2 separate regions of the Danio rerio genome follow, and region 2 is linked to region 1. The links are chromatin contacts, called in public Micro-C maps. All regions are on one chromosome and are shown on one strand. Each heading gives the region's core, a stretch centred on a gene start, on an enhancer-like site or on the middle of the called end of the contact. The rest is flanking DNA. Distances are from core to core; before and after follow the strand shown.

Region 1 (2,741 bases), core at 98-2,597:
CCCATTTTGAAAATGACTTTTTATCCAATTATCTGTGATTATAAGTAATTTGTTTTGGTGAATTTAAACAAAACAGATTTATTAAACTGATATATTTATTAAAATAATATTTCATTCACCGAACATCTTTAGAAACAGAAGATAATACATTTTAATGAATGTATTGGGGAAAAGATTACAAACTACAAAATTTCAACTAAATTTTATATATATTTTTTGTTTCTGTTGAATTTTGCTCTATTACATTTTTTGTTCAATATTTTTCTCTAACATATCAATTTAGATGTACTAATTCTGGACCGTTATCATAAATTATTTTGTTAGATTAGCCCTAGATCTAATATTGATTTAAACGAGAGGTTTGTGAGTGATTTACTCGTATATGGTGAGCACTGTATTGTTATTGTCTGCATATTTGACCCCTATTTTGTGTGCTGCATGCTAAGTAAACTGATAACTTATAAATGATAGTCAGTGCTAATTTTTGAACTTCTGAAGATATATTATATATTTTACAGTCTATGATTATACACTTCTGCTCAAACCTTGTTCTCCTCACTGTCACTACAATCTCATTGTCCTCAGATTCGCCTAACTCCTAGATCCTGCTCTTCCATAGAACAAGCCTACGTCCATTTTTCTGTCAAACATGTTAAAAATCATACAATATGTAAAAATTATAATATTTGAAAATGCCCACATGTAATGTCAGTAAACACATCTTGAAAAGTACCACTTATCGCACGACGTTGCCCTGAGGCAACGAAAAGAAAAAAAAACATTTCTGAACATGTAGAATAAAAAAAAGCTTCATAAATCCTGACAAAAGGCTTCTCTACAACTTCACAAAATAAACACATTTTTTTGTGCAGTTTATGTCACTTTAAACGAGGTTAAATAAGCAAATAATCTTAACTTCTTCTAATGCCATGTGCTCCTGTCAACACGAGTCAGAAGATGAAGTTCCACCCGGTGCTCGATAGTGACTCCCACACCTTATTGGATGTTTTATTGATACTTTTTCTAACATTTGAATTGGTTGCAATCGTTTTTTTTTTTATCTGTGCTTAGAACGAGCCTTAAAAAACTTTATATTGCCTGAGGGCAACGCTGTGCTGTAGAGTGGAAAATGAGTCGATAACAGCAAAAATGTCCACGTTTTGAGAACAAAAAGAACCACTCATTTCACTAGGCTGGCTACGGACCTAAATTATGAACTTTAATTTCTAAAGGAGTACACTTAACTTGAAAACACCACAAACCACTACGCTGGTTTGGGGAAAAAATCACGCCTTCACACAAAAACCTTATTTTGAAATCCCTCTTTTGTCAGAAAGCATGACGTCACTTCATGTCACCGAATGGGATTTGCTATGCTAGCTGCTTAGCTAGCCATGTCTCTATAGTCGTTGTGTAAGATAAAATAATTAGCATTAAAAACCCTGAATCGTCGAACTACAACAGTTATCTGTTACATGTAAGGTGTTTGATGTTTTGCATATCTAACCCATATATATGTTGCTGTTATCCATATTTAACTTGCGTTATTGTTTTTTTCTGGAGTAACCGAATTGCTTTGATATGTTAGCAAAAAACTTGTTAGCCTTTCTTGTATATTATAGCAGTGTTGTTTAACAGTAGCGATAAGTTATGTATATTCGTGTTTATAAAAATAAGCATAGCTAATTTAATATTTTGCATGAAAGTATATTAAAATAAAGTGCAATATGCGACCGCAAGCATCTTCAGTGCCAGTAGCGCCCAGCGTTACTATGGAGACAAAACAAGAACGCACCCACTTAAATCAGTGAAGCCGCACTGTCAGATTTGACGTTTCTCTGGCAATAAAATACGCGGTCAAACTTATAGTCAGCAGCTTTGATTTGAACGAGTACTGCGGTTTATTGTTACATCATAGATGCTGTTTGATATCTGCTAATTAAAGATGTCAATCTTTTTTAATCATTTTTAGAAACTTTTTCCATCTTCTCACCTTTTAAAAGAAATTTTGGAGGTCATGGAGGAATCAGGAGTCATAGAGGTGACCGTAAAAACTCTGGACTCCCAGAGCAGGACGTTCACCGTCAGAGGAGAGGTGTGTGTTTTTGTCAGCTTTGTGATATATTTGCACCAAACAAGGTCATTTTAGAATATAAACTTTATACACAACAAAGATGTGGCGTTTCACATTAGAAAATTGAACTTAAAATCTCAGTATGGTCGCTGGCCTCTTGCACCAGTGATGCCATTTGGAGCCCAAATCTGTAGTTAAGCTGTCCTCGTTGTTCATGGCATCAGTTGACTAAATTGAAGCAAACATACCTCAGCATAATTTAATACGTCCTAAAATTGTGGAAACCATATGAAAAATTGTCATTAATTTTTAGCTTGACTCACATTACAATTGTTTACACAGAGAGGATGGAATTTATGACCTATACTGCAGCCAGCCACCACTTTTAAGTTTGTTCAGATTCAGCTTGTGTGCACAGTATAAACATATACTACTGCGTTTAAACTGATTAACAAGCTTTACTTTGATGAATCAATTTTGTTGCTGTTAATGTTTTGGATGTCACCTTTCTTACTTTCAGTGGACAGTGAAGCAGTTTAAGGAGCACATCGCTGCTTCTGTTGAAATCTCTGTGGATAAGCAGAGGTTGATTTACCAGGGTAAAGTGCTACAGGATGAAAGGACACTTACAGAATACAGTAAGTCACTTCTTCACTGTTTGTTTCAC
Region 2 (2,741 bases), core at 105-2,604, 330 kb before region 1:
TTAGTTATTCTTTACTTGTTCCAAGTGATGATGTGAATGCATCCAGGAAAATTATCTGAGAGGAAACTAGTTTTTAGTGTTACCATATATTAGTTCTTGTTACTACCCATGCAAAAGACACTATTAGCTTTCTGTACATAAATGTAACACATTAGAATATGGATCCGTTGTTTCATATAGTCTCCAGCTGCCCAGTCAATGTTCACTTACATCACTATAGTTCCTATTGCGTTAAGATAGACCAGCGTAATCTCACAGCAGTTAACTTTTTGATTTAGTGGCTAATTTGCATTCATGTGTACAATCTCATTTGTACATTTTAGTATGACTTGCTCATCCCATAATGAGGGCTAGTGTTGGGGAGGGCTTTGGGGCCACACTTCATTTTAAAATTCATGTCATGTTTGAACAAATTACTCTTCTGACCATATGTAAAATTATGTTTCCTTGTGAGATCATGCTGGATTGACCCAACTCTGAAAGGTAAACACATTTAGTCCCACTGTTTCAACACTTTGTCAATTGGTCAATGTTTTTCCTATTCACTGGCTTGCTTGCTTGGATTGGGATTGTGGAGCTGTGCACCGATGAATTCTCTCTTCAGTGTTTAAACTTTCAGCAGTGAAATTTAAACCACACTAAACTAAACTAAACTGAACTTTACTAGAACTTCTATGTTAAGCGGCTTTGACACAATCTAAAAGGGCTATAGAAATAAAGATGAATTGAATTGATGGAGTTCCTGTAACTAAGAGCATTGCCAAAAAGGTTCTATTGGACCTAGAAAAAAGTTAATCTGGTGCAAAAGCCCCTATAAAGCAATTTACAATGGTGTCAAGAATCAAAGACCTGAAATATCCATTTTATAACACGATCATGTCAGACCCCACACAGAGTAAAAGTTTAGGCTGGTTGTAAGAAACTCCTTAGAGACCAAAGCAAAAGAAGCAGGTCTTTGATGAAAGCTGATAGACAGATGAGCAACTCCAGCTGTCCAGATCCCCTAGGCATCGGTTTACAGCAGCCTAAGTGCCTCCCCAAGAGATCCAAAGCAAATGCACGCAGGCCCCACTACCCTTTAACATACAATATGATACACCACATACTGTCCTCATATCAGCTCTGTTTTCATGCAGCCACACACTCATGTAGACTCACACAGATCTCGCTGTTCTTTCTCCACACTTCATTTTATTGCTTTTATGTCAGAATTGCAGGGCAGTAAAACACATGCCCTCCCCGCAGATGCTCAAACAAACTCATGCATGCTGAAGCAGCTGATTCTCTGTCTCTCTCCTCGGGGGGCTCTGCTGGTGCCAGACCCAACGGCTGAATGTTGTAATGCTGTTATTCTCTAGCACTTAAATGCCTCAGCTGTCGAAAAAATTCATGCCGCCTGCCAAACATCCTGGGCCTAGTACAAACTTCGGGGATGTTTTAGTAGCGATTTTTTTGTCTGTCTTCTGACCTCTGCTGTCTAAATCAAGCAGTGTTTGCACTGAAAGATATATTATTTTATTCATTCATTCGCTCATGCAGAAGGCCGGCAGCCAAACCTAAACCTACAGGACGTGTAACAGAGTAAGAAAGAAACAGCACAATTGAAAGCTGTAACATAAATCACAGTTGTTTCTCCAAGACCATGGTAACATTAACTGCAAAGGAAATTGACATCTGCAAAAATTAATAACCTATCAGATTTTTCCTCTGGTAAAAAAAAGGTTTCTCCTCGTGTTTCTTTATTTTAGACTACATCATCGGTTTTGCTATAGTTAAACTCAGATTTGTCTGCTTTTAAGCGACTCAGGATTCAAAATGTCAGTATAAACTCAGCATTTCTTATAACAGTTTTTATTGATCACAAGATTTCAGCTTGAGGTTTTCAGACTATTGATGCTAAGAATGCTAAATTAGTATTTAGGATTATGCTTTTTAAATGTTTATATAGCCATAAATATTACATTTTATTAATGTGTTAGTAAATAATATTTAAAGGGCACCTATGAGGAACTTTTGCAAGCTTTTTGGACAGAGCTGTGTGTAGGTATAGTGTGTCCACAGTGATACTGGAGTGATATAAACACAACAAGTCTCTTTTTTATTTCATGGAGTTAAAATAGGACCATTGTGGTATAGGAGTGCAGTTTTCCGCGCCCACCGAATTGATTGACAGGCAAAGAAACTTAAAATATTTCTTCCAACTCTCTGTGATTTTTATTAGTTAAAAACTTTTTTAAAAGAGAGCATGTTTGTAATAAAGGCAGTAAAATCGATATGCAATTCTTAACCATTATAATCACCACGGCTGCATGGTATCAGTAAATGCTAATATGTCTGTGTGTGCTTTACCGCAAACAGCATTTATGTAAGACTCAGAAAGGTTTGAAAAAACTCCACCACAAATACATGAAACTTACTTGGCATTTGTTGACTAATGAGTTGCATTTTAGCTTCATCTGTGTCTGTATCTATCACTGACTGCTGTTTATCTGACTTAATGCATGATGAGAAGCAGACATGCATGTGGGAACGGTGAGCAAGGAGAAGCAGCTCATTTGCATTTAAAGCCACAGGCTACAAAAACCGCTACAGTATACAGACACAAAAATGGGGAGATTCTGGAGGCTTTAAATAATCTGTTCATTTTGACCTGAAACTATACAGACACATTTTGGAGACAACAAAGGCTTATCTTACATCTTGGAAAAGGGGTAAAATAAGTGCTCTTTAATGGAACTGAA

Evidence for each region. Hi-C and Micro-C count contacts between places; a contact is called where the count stands out from the background.
Region 2: a contact with region 1 is called in a Micro-C map of caudal fin, with 4 times the contacts expected there. The contact joins the enhancer-like site here to the promoter of bag6l in region 1. A contact is called at or near these places in 4 of 18 Hi-C or Micro-C datasets (caudal fin, embryo, hematopoietic stem cells and 1 more).

Annotation. Positions count from the first base shown.
Region 1 is chr19:32,980,997-32,983,737 of GRCz12tu, reverse strand. bag6l (BCL2 associated athanogene 6, like) reads left to right here and starts at 1,347. Exons shown (of 24, transcript NM_001328276.1): 1 at 1,347-1,477; 2 at 2,004-2,095; 3 at 2,595-2,712. The coding sequence starts at 2,018. LOC141379131 (a long non-coding RNA gene) reads right to left here. Exons shown (of 2, transcript XR_012395132.1): 2 at 1,368-2,741.
Region 2 is chr19:33,313,439-33,316,179 of GRCz12tu, reverse strand. All of the region lies in intron 1 of LOC141379124 (a long non-coding RNA gene), which reads left to right. Among named protein-coding and RNA genes, the nearest start is that of mfsd2ab, 21 kb to the left of the region's middle. Within about 2 kb of position 1,354, at least 17 of the 62 cell types and tissues checked have an H3K27ac peak or open chromatin away from gene starts, as enhancers often do. A contact at or near this core is called in caudal fin, where this site is marked.